Regions from separate parts of the Zea mays genome. Here region 1 is linked to region 2. A link is a contact called in public Hi-C data. All regions are on one chromosome and are shown on one strand. The core of a region is the stretch at or near the end of the contact, and the rest is flanking DNA. Distances in the headings are between cores, read along the strand shown. Region 1 holds the start of LOC100277908. Region 2 holds the start of LOC100273624.

Region 1 (5,471 bases), core at 2,586-5,085, 450 kb after region 2:
ACGAGCCACAAAAACAGGCTCGGCTCGGGCTCGTTCTGAACGTCGAGCTGGTCCGAGCCGAGCGGCTACGAGCCCGAGCCAGCTCGTCGAGCTCGAGCTTTTTTTTCCAGCTCTAGTTGCCACTGATGTCCTTCTCTTTTCTCTTGAAAAGCTGGACAAAGTGGTTCACCATCCTGTTGTCATCACACCGCCATCTCTTGAACTGCCGGGACAGTTACAACAGCGCTCGTGATTGTGGTGCCAAGATAGGCTTCAGCTGTCTCTCGCGTCCTGGCAAGAACCATGGAGGAGGAGATCTCTTCGGCTGCAAACTGCTGCTCCACGCCCTTGTATCGAACAACAATCATAGGCTTGTCGTCAGGTCCAGGAATGACCCTGAAGGGCCAGTGCTTAATGCCACTTTGTACAGGAGCGTCACTAAGAGCGTGTTTGGTGGGCTGGCTCCGGCGCCACACCGCGCCACACTCTGGCTGCCGCGGGTGTGGCGCCCAAATCGGCCGCCGCGGGTGCGGCGCGCTGCGGCGCCTGTCCAAACAGGCCCTAAATCTTCTCCCAATCTTCTCCCAATGAGCCGCTTGGAATCTGCATCAGCAGGGTTTAGATGCATGTAACTGCAATAATATTTTTTACTTCACATGTATGGTATAAGAATCTGCATCAGCAGGGTTAGATGCCTGTAACTGCAATGATATTTTTACTTCACATGTATGGTATAAAGACACCAATGACGTACACACTTATGCTTTGATCATAGACACATAGATGTATTAAACAGTTTACAACCTCCAAATAAAATGCTCAATTTACAAGGCAACCACCAAGCTTGGCAAGTAAAATAAGACATCGGCTGTCTAAACAAACACCAGTACTATATGCCTTGACCTTGGAGACGATCAATCCTATGAAAGGACATAAAACTGTCTAGTTCGTGTAGTTATTGATCAGATAATTAACGCTTTAAACGAAACCTCTTTGTGATGACTTTTTTCATCTTCTGGCCAGTGGTTTTGTCCTCAGCGGAGACATTCAGGATACCGTTAATGTCGACATCGAAGCAAACAGTGATCTGAGGAACGCCGCTAGGTGCGGGAAGAAGGGAAAACTCAAACTCACCCAACAGGTGGTTGTCACGAGTAATAGACCCCTCACCCTCGTACACTCGGATTCGGATACAAGGCTGGTTGTCGGAGTCAGTCGATAAGACCCTCTCCTTTTTGGTTGGAATGGTGGTATTCCTTGGAATCATCAAGGGGCGTGTTCGGTTGGCTGCAAGCCGACACTGTTGCAGCTGTTTGGACTGCTGCAGCTGCAATCCATAGAGAGAAAAATACTGTAGAAGCCGCAGCCGCAGCCGGATTGCAGCCGCAGCAAGCCGCAGCGAACAAGCTGAAGAAGGTCATGAGGCCCCCATCCGTCTCCAAACCAAGAGAAAGAGGGGTAGCATCCAACAGGAGATAATTCTGGATCTCATAGCCACCCTCTCGGCTCAAGATAGCAGCCTGCATAGTAGCTCCGTAGGCAACAGCTTCATCGGGGTTGATGCTGTTGCAAAGCTCCTTCCCATCAAAGAGCTCCTGAAGAAGCTGCTGGATCTTTGGAATTCTAGAGGAACCACCAACAAGGACGACATCATGAATTGAACGTACATAACTCGCATCACTGAGGCAGTCCTCCACAATCGCCATACACTTTCTGAAGAGATCCATGTTGAGCTCCTCAAACCTGGCACGGGTGATGGCTGAGTAGAAGTCGATGTCCTCATACAAGCAATCAATCTCAATGCTCGCCTCTAAATAGGAGGAGAGGGTCCTCTTCGCTCTCTCGCAGGCTGTCCTTAGCCTCCTGAGAGCCCTAGGGTTGCCGCTAATGTCCTTCTTCTTCTTTCTCTTGAATTCCTCGACAAAGTGGTTTACCATCCTGTTGTCGAAGTCCTCACCTCCAAGGTGAGCAGCACCAGCTGTGGCCCTGACCTCAAAGATACCCTGTTCAATTGCGAGAACAGAGACATCAAAGGTACCACCTCCAAGATCAAACACGAGAACGTCATATTCACCCATAATCTGGGCAGCCTTCCTATTAAGACCATAAGCCAAGGCAGCAGCAGTGGGCTCAGGGATGATGCGTATAACATTAAGATTTGCAAGCACTCCTGCATTCCATGTGGCCTGTCTCTGCAAGTCGGTAGAGCAGGCAGGAACAGTGACAACAGCATCCTTGACTGTGGTGCCAAGATAGGCTTCAGCAATCTCCCGCATTTTGACGAGGACCATCGAGGAGATTTCTTCAGCTGCAAACTGCTGCTCCACACCCCTGTATTGAACAACTATCATAGGCTTGTCATCAGGTCCAGGAATGACCTTGAAGGGCCAGTGCTTAATGTCACTCTGTACAGAAGCATCGCTAAATCTTCTACCAATGAGCCGCTTGGAATCTGCAGCAGAAGCCAGAAGGATTAGATGTCAGTATGCAGCTGCAGTACTACTTTTACTCATACAACGGTGCTTGTAGTAAATAGAGAACATCACCAATACAAATTAACCACCCAAACTTGAGTGGAGGTTCCTAAATTTTATGCCAATAAAAACCATTTAAAACTTCCTCCATTTAAAAAATGCAGGTTATAATTAGATTTTGGAAAGTCAATCACTATAGGTTTTGCCCATTAACAGTCGATTGTCTTGATATACAGAAGATATAACAATAAATTTGTTTGTCAGATGCTTTTTAGTTGGATGTTGGTTTCCTGTTCCCCATCCTTTCTACATCAGCTTGTAGTCAAGAAACAAATTTTTTTTTAAAAAAAAAGAAGAAGACAAAGCTGTGTAGAGGGGAGATCAGATCAGAATCTAGTCGTGGTCATCTCGTGGTCGTGGGGACAAAGCATCATCATTTGTTCCTTGAAATAATTAATTCTCTTATTTATCAGTAGCTAAGATAAGAGAAAAGTTTTCTTTGGCAGGCCCCTACTTTTTAACATAAGCAGCTTTCCTACTGGTTTGTTTTGATATAAAGGAGAGAAAAAAGTGCCAGATCATGACAAACCCATGAACAACATTACTGTTTCAGCATAAAAACATAAGGCCACAAAGCTATTGCTAAATGATCTAATTAACAGACCGATTATTGCTAAGGAAACCTAATTCGGATTAGCCATAGTAAACTCAACTCATTGACCAGGAGCCAGAGTAAATCGATCAGAGCAAGGTATCCAGTATCTATCCAATGATCTAAGTTGCCGAAGCGACAGAGACCAAAAGCGCCTAATCCAACAGGCAGCTGCCCAAAACCGAACCGCTGTAAGCCTAATCAGAATCGACAGATCTATAGGCACCGCCACTCTCATCAGATCCACGGATCTAATTCAAGAAGGAGCAAAAACAGGTTAGTGGTCGTACTAGTCAGGAGGGATGGGGAGATCTGAGAGGAGGGAGTTGACTTTGGTAAAGAACTGATAAGTGAGAGCAGCAATCGGCACCCACCGAAGATTGTGTTGCTGGGGTTCATTTCGGCCTGGTTCTTGGCAGCATCCCCCACGAGGAGCCTGGAGCCGGTGAAGGCAACGTACGATGGGGTGGTTCGGTTGCCTTGGTCATTGGCGATGACCTCGACGCCCCCATTCTGCCAGACCCCGACGCAGGAGTAAGTCGTGCCCAGATCGATCCCGATGGCAAGACCGCGCCGCTCGCCGGCCATCTTACTTGACTTGCTCAGCGCGCTACAGGAGGGGGCGGCCGGCCGGCCGGCGAAGCAGCCGCCGCCGCTGTAGCCTTGTGGCAGGCCAGCAGAGAAGTGGAACTGTCCAAGAGGAAAGCGTTAGCGAGATGACCGCCGTGATTGCTCCTGTGAGCAAGGAAAACACACCAACATTATACTTGTTCTTGTCTTTTGTTCTGAATTAATAAATCATGGATCATTAAATAATCCTATTCGTACCGGAACTCACAATTCGTATGTGTAATCGCGTTCGAAAAGAAAATAACTCATAAAAATCTGTTTTTAAGAGAATCCCAAAAAAATATTATGAGTAGATTTTAGTCCTTTCTTCAATATTAGAGGACATATCCAATGTACATGGTGCACATATTAAATCATCACTATCTATCTCAGATCTAACGTATCTGGTTGATCATTATAATTTACAAATAACATCTTCCACCACTACAGCCCACCACGTCGGAGGGTGCCTTAGCAAATATATCAAATAACTACAGACGTTAGATTTAAAATGAGTGGTAATAATTTAATATGTGCATCATGTACACTAAAATTCTATGTGCATTAGATACATTCTCTTCTTCTTCAATAGTTCCCTTATAAATGGATCAAAATATTTTACACTAGACCAAGTTAATCTTGGGCTCACATGATATGTTTTCACAAGTGCATTTTCTTCTTCTATCGTATCTGTCCAGCAACCGAACCTACGTCGTCATCAAAGATCACTGACGGTACGAGGAAGGGTGTATCTGGCGAGAGAGGACCAACGACTAGAGATGGCCAAATGGGTGGCCCGCGCCCGATGAAGCCTGACCCATTTTGGGCCCGGCCTGACAGGCACGGTTAGAAAACCGGTCCGGACCGTCTAAGCCCACGGGCTCGATTTTCTGTCCGAGTCCGGCCCGCAGCGGGTCTAAACGGGCCGGTCCGACCCGTTTAGCACGAAAAAAACGGGCTAAACGAGCCGGTAAGCACGTTTTAGTACAAAAAAACGGGCTTAACGGGCTAAAGGGTAAACGGGTCGTGTCGTGCTTGCCTACTGTGCCTAGTTTCCTGTCCGAGCTCGGCCCACTTATTCGTATCGGGCTCGGACCGTGCCCAAACAGCGGGCTTCGTGCCGGGCTCGCGGGCCTCGTGCTTATTGGCCATCTATAACAACGACAGGACCAAGCGACAGCAAAGACCCAGCTGGCGATGGAGGTCTAGTATCAGACTATTAGGTCATACGCTGGCTAATGCCGGATAGTGGAAAAGCATTGGCAGCGGCAGATAGGGATGAAAACGGGACGGGAAATTCTTATACCGTCCCGTTTCGAATACTGTTTTTCCCCGATCATTTTCGAATTGTTCAGGAACCGATTAGAAACGGTACGAAAACGATTTAGCTAGTTTTTCAATCGTTTTCGTATTTTTCGTTTCCGAGTCGTGCTAATACCGTTTTTCTACCGTTTTATATAATATGAGATAGGTCTAGTATATAATTTATTTAAGTTATAGACTTTTGTTGTATTCAAGTGAATGAATACGCGAAAAGCAAATGTTATAATTACTCTAACTAATATGAATGATGAAAAAGAGTTGTTTGTGTATTTCTAAATCTTAAAAATTAGACAATACATCACTTTATTATGTTTTTGATAAAACTACAAAATAGTTATCTTTTCGGCTATAGTTTATCGTTTTCGAATAACCGACACTTTCAATCCCGTATTTCGACCGTTGGTTTTCGTTTTTGTTTTCGTCTCGACAAAAAT
Region 2 (5,931 bases), core at 1,174-3,673:
AGCATGTTGAAGTTGATTATCACTTTGTTCGTGAACGTGTGGCATCGCGACAACTTGATGTGCGCATCATTTCTTCTAGTGACCAAGTGGCAGATATTATGACCAAGCCTCTAGCAGGACCGGCTTTCTCTAAGATTTGTACCAATCTGAACTTAATTTCATATTGTCCAGATTGAGGGGGGATGTTAAACATAGAAGGTCATGTATATTAGGAATGGGTCATGCGCACTTAAATCCGTTGATTGAGGCTCGGTTGATTGAGGCCTCCTGTAATCTTGGCATGTCAATCACGACATTGCTGCCATGTAATCCACCCTGCTGTACGCGCATATATATACATGCCTATAGCCCCAAGAGGGCAGTGTCTTTTGCACCATTAACAACAGTTATTACTAGCTATACGACCGGTTTTTTATGTCAAGCAATAGTTGTCAGCTGCTCGCTGAAACCTTTGAATTGGCTCCAAATCTTTGGTTGCATGTTCTTTTCCTCGAAAAATACCTGAGCATATTCATGTTGTGCAGCAATGTCATTATCAGGAGCTTGCTCCAGTATGCCAGGAATTTTCTGTTAGAATTCGGCTCCTTTAGCCTATTTATGGCTGGCCCAATTCATTTTATGAAGCTAATATGGTGTGCAGAGATGGCATAGGGGTTTAGAAAGCTAATCGGTGCGTAGATATGGCTTAACTCCTCGCGACGGCACTGGGTGTGCCGTTGTTAACGGCGTGTTGCATTTTATAATCTCGGGTGAATAAGAAGAAGATCAAGATCAGATTTGTGAACACGCATGTGGCTTTATAGTTCTTTCTGCTGAATGCTTGGATGTATCCTATATTCCTTTCGATGGTGATGCTTTTCTTCTCTCAACATGTATGTGAGTCAGCTTTTTTACTTTACATATGCAACTTGATGTTTGTGAACATGCATGCATGCATGTGGCTTTTTAGTTCTGCTGAATATCTTTTGTAGTGGTGAAACTGAACTTAGGCTTCCAGATTTGATATTGGCCAAGCAAAAGTAAAATAGCACCATACTTGGAAAAGTGTGGGTGTGGTGACTCCGTGATGTGGGATTTGGATAAGCGCAAACATCTCATTAATAAATCTTTGTATATGTTTCTATCCAATAGGTAGGCGGTCATGCATTTCACTTTCAGGATTTAATACGGACTAATTACGTGTAGGATGAATGTGATGTATAAATGTTCAGGCAACTCGCAAAGGATTATCTATCATCCAAATAAGCACGCTTACCAGATAACACTATTCATCTAAACTGCTCAAGGTCAGGATAGAGACCCAAAAGTGCATAAACTTGTTCTTCACTACAAAGTTCTGTTATTCCTTCCATTTCATTTTCTTCTTGAATTTATATCGAATCCCAATCTACTAGTGGAGGTGCTTGCACTAGTAATAATGTAACTGATGAGTGTATTGTGTGGCCGTGATTCAAACTCCAATCCGCCTCGACTGGCTCGTCCCGTCCATGGCTGCTACAGAAATAAAAAAACAGTGGACATGATAAAAAGGAATCATTCATATTTAATATTGTCTTATCTCTAAGTAACTCATATGTAACAGATCGTAGTTACAGTACAGGTTCTAGAAAAAGAACAAATAAATCACATGTGACGAGCATGATACAAAGATTATTAAAGGTTCCCGAAAATTTGATAAGCACTGTTAACTCTTGAATTTCTCATAATACCTGTAAATTTGTAGGCACGAGCAACGTGATCGAACTGATACAAACTGCAGCGAGCACGCGAGGCTACTGGCAACCTGATCGAACCTGATACAGACGACGAGGATACGGCTACTGGTGATGTCGACGAGCGAGGTTGCATACAACAGTTTTTTTAGCCTTTGTTTGAAGGAACCGGCCTGCGTGCGTGTGATAAGCTTCAGGCGAGCAGAACAGCCATAGCGCTGAACAAGGTCTCTGTGTGGTTCCAAGCCATTTCTGCAGTCACAGAACAGCCTTTTTTTTTGTGGTGGTGGTGAGGTGAGGTATGATCATGGAAAATTGTAATACGCTGCTGCTGCTAACGACAGCTAGCATTGGAGTATCGTTGAATGCCTGCTGGAGATCTATATAATACTAGCAAGTAGCAACCAGACTATCAGTATCACGCTGCATGTGCCAGTCAGAGAAATATAATACTACTAGCAAACGATGTCGATATGACAGTGATCGGCTAGTAGAGAAAGAAACAAGAAAGGGGCCAGACCACAAGTGATGGGGCAGAGTTTGAACATCCCAGAAGCAAACGATTCGGCAGGAGATTAGTCATGGGCGCCAAACGATCGGCATGGAATGATGCCCCAGTCACGATCGATCACGGCATGAACGCGCATCCGATGGCCGTTTTGCGACTAAACAATAGGGGGCAGTGGTTGGACTTGGAGGAGAGGAACACGTACAAATATGGGCAGGCACTAGCTAGCTAGGCTGCAAAGAGCCAAAGACTGCCGGCACCGCTGCTAGCTTGCTAGCATACTTCCCCTACACGCGCGCGCAACCGCAAGCAGTCGATCGTCGCATGGCGCCAGGAGGCAGCGGCGAGCGGTGGAGCCTGGCCGGCGCGACAGCGCTGGTCACCGGTGGCAGCAAGGGGATCGGGCAAGCCGTCGTGGAGGAGCTGGCCAGGCTCGGCGCGCGCGTGCACACGTGCGCCCGCAGCGCGGCGGACCTGGAGGAGTGCCGCCGGCGGTGGGCCGAGAAGGGGCTCCGCGTCACCGTCTCCGTGTGCGACGTCGCCGTGCGCGCCGACCGGGAGAGGCTCGTCCTGGACACGGTCAGCGCGGCCTTCGACGGCAAGCTCGATATCCTGGTAAGCTAGCTAGAAATTAAGGTGGAACCATATCATGCGTGTACATATCGACCGTCGGCCAATCGGTGTGTCGTCTGTGCCGTGTACAGGTCAACAACGCTGCGCTGCTGCTGCTCAAGCCGGCGGCGGAGTGGGCGGCGGAGGACTACGCGCGGATCATGGCGACCAACCTGGAGTCGTGCTTGCACATCTCCCAGCTCGCGCACCCGCTGCTCCTCAACGCCTCCGTCGCCGGAGGGGCGAGCATCGTCAACGTCTCCTCCATCGCCAGCGTCCTTGGCTTCCCGCAGGAAGTTATGTACAGCGTCACCAAAGGTACACAATATATAGTTTTTTTTATTTAATATATCTTGGATCGTCCTTGCATCCATCCATGATCATCGATCGATCATCTCTTGCAGGAGGACTGAATCAGATGACGAGAAGTCTAGCTGTGGAGTGGGCCTGCGATAGGATCCGTGTGAACTGCGTCGCGCCGGGCGTGATCATGACGGACATGGGTAAAGAGCTACCGGCGGCGTTGGTGGAGCAGGAGCGGTCACGCATCCCGCTGCGGCGGACCGGCGAGCCGGAGGAGGTGGCGTCCCTGGTGTCGTTCCTCTGCATGCCGGCGGCGTCCTACGTCACCGGGCAGGTCATCTTCGTCGACGGCGGCCGGACCATTAGTGGCGCCTGATCGACGACGACGGCCAGCTATATATTCTCTATTCTACTGTATTTGAATTTGTTTTCGTTCTTGATCGGCCATGTATCACCGTCAGACGTCAGCGGCAATAATCCGGCCGCCGTCAGCTAGCGCCATGCAAGCTGCCCGATCATGCAAGGTGCAGACACTGTCGTTGCCTGCAGTTCTGTTCCTTTTTCTACTATGGTTTCTTGTATTCACTGCCCACTGGTGATGTTTCTGTGATAACGACTTCGACAGAGGGGATACATTTTAAAATCCTTGTGCTAATCAGTTTTTGTGCACATCAGAGTTTTTTTAGAACAGAAAATGTGTCTATGATATGGATATAACTTTTGTAAACAGAGAGAAGCGACCACAAATCTCTCCTCTTGAGAGAGAGAGAGAAGAGACTTCATTCGAATTTCCAATAAATTAGACAAGTTCGGACACACAAGTAAACACACGTGTTAGCGCGGATCTAGGCGCCAAACACTAGAACGAATCACCTGACGATGCTTTCTGCGGAGACGTAGACGGTCCGCGACCTGGCGCAGGAGCGTCTACTCCTCTGCGTACGTCCGGACAGTCCACGCATAGGGCTCAGACGGTCCACGATGGCGCAAAGAGCCGTCTTCTTCTTCGCAGCAGACTTAAATCTCGCATTCCGGGAGAGACACCATCGAGGATGAGAGATTGTGTCTTGGCGTCAATTGGTTATCCAGGCTTTGAGTAATATTGAGATGATGACATATTGGAAGTAAAAGTTTCAGGATTATTTCAAACACTTCACTTTATAGTTCACCTTTGCAGCGATGCTACTATTAAGGACTAGTTCACCTTTGCAGCGACCCTACTAAGTATCCGTTGTCATCCCTACTAAATCCCCTTACAGTTAAAACCGGTAACGAAACTATTAAAGTTTAGTTTGGGAACTTCATTTTCTCATAAGATTCCTATTTTCCTAAGGAAAAATAAACTAATTTCCCTTGAAAAAATGGAAAAACTCTTAGGAAAATGATGTTTCCAATCTAACTCTAACATGGCTTCTTTTCCTTGATTTCGGTACCAATTCTTAGAAAACCGGTACTAAAATTAAGGGACAGAAGCCCGGTTCTTCAGTAGTGTACCATTCATGCAATGAAAAAATTGTTGCAACATATACAATATGTTTACGGGATAAGCCTTATCGGCGTTAATAACTGTTGCTTCTAGGTGTACCACTTCTCTCAAGATTTAGCTTGTGTGTGTTTTTTTTTCTTCTTCTCAATCTGTTGACTCTGCGCTCATTGAACCACCCGGTAGACAACAATTATTGGAAGACCAAATTTGAATATGGATTTCTTTCTCGTGTGTGGCTGCCATGCATTTACACTAACATGCACGCACCTCATGCGCAAATAAATAATAACAATAACTGGCTGGCCAGCCTGCCTAAAGATCTAGATCTGTTGACTCTGCGCTCAATGAACCACCTGTCGGCCGGTAGACAATAATTGTTGGATGACCAGATTTGAATATGGATTTGTTTCTCATGTGTACGTGACAGCCATGGATTTTATAATAATATGCACGCGCATCATGCGCAAATAACTAATAATAACTAGCACAAAACTCTATGCTACTACTACATACATATATGAACAACAGATCGTAGACATCCATTGGCAGCAAGAAAGAAACCAAGGTACCTAGTTCAAAGAGAGCTTAGCTAGGAATACAATGGAGGGCGCTCTTGCGAGCGCAGCAACCGGAGCCCTGCAGTCCGTTGTGGCGAAGCTGCAAGCTCTGCTCCGCGATGAGTACAGGCGCCTCACGGGAATGCGCGGCAAGATGGAGTGGCTCACTGGCGAGCTGGTTGCCATGAAGGCCTTCCTCACCGACATGTCCAGGGACGAGACTCCTCCTGATGAACAACGCAAGCTGTGGATGAAGGACGTGCGGGAGCTCTCCTACGACATCGAAGACAGCCTCGACGACTTCTTCGTGCAGCATGCCGCCAAGCCAGACGGCATCATGGAGAAGATGGCGAGCCTGCTGGAGAGGACCAAGAGTCGCCACCGGATAGGCAAGGAGTTCGACGCCATCAAGAGGAAAGTCATGGAGGCGGACGCAAGGCGTAAGAGTTACAGTACCGACCGTCCGGTGGCCAAAGCCAGATCATCATCCATCGATCCAAGAGCGCTAGCTATATTTGAGGATGCGAGGAAGCCTGTTGGCATCGACGGAGCAAAGGACGAGGTCACCAGACTGCTGCTGGGACGACTGGAACAAGAAGGCCACCAGGAGCAGCGGCAACGCCAGATTGTCTATATTGTTGGATCTGGAGGGCTGGGGAAAACGACCCTGGCATACCAGGTATATCAACAACTTAAGAATCGATTCGAACATCGGTCCTTCTTATCCGTGTCCAGGAATCCGGACATCAATGT

Evidence for each region. Hi-C and Micro-C count contacts between places; a contact is called where the count stands out from the background.
Region 1: a Hi-C map of ear shows a contact between it and region 2, with 2.6 times the contacts expected there. The contact joins the promoter of LOC100277908 here to the promoter of LOC100273624 in region 2. A contact is called at or near these places in 3 of 25 Hi-C or Micro-C datasets (ear, leaf and tassel).

What each region holds. Positions count from the first base shown.
Region 1 is chr2:237,240,606-237,246,076 of Zm-B73-REFERENCE-NAM-5.0, forward strand. It overlaps LOC100277908, which reads right to left and starts at 3,836. Exons shown (of 2, transcript NM_001151353.2): 1 at 3,480-3,836; 2 at 679-2,431. The coding sequence starts at 3,693. The coding sequence ends at 1,191.
Region 2 is chr2:236,790,750-236,796,680 of Zm-B73-REFERENCE-NAM-5.0, forward strand. It overlaps LOC100273624, which reads left to right and starts at 2,424. Exons shown (of 3, transcript NM_001148040.1): 1 at 2,424-2,835; 2 at 2,925-3,150; 3 at 3,237-3,774. The coding sequence starts at 2,545. The coding sequence ends at 3,511. It overlaps LOC103648189 (a long non-coding RNA gene), which reads right to left and starts at 2,034. Exons shown (of 2, transcript XR_563319.4): 1 at 1,710-2,034; 2 at 1,161-1,494. It overlaps LOC109944104 (a long non-coding RNA gene), which reads right to left. Exons shown (of 4, transcript XR_002267483.3): 4 at 3,879-5,931. It also overlaps the pseudogene LOC109944103.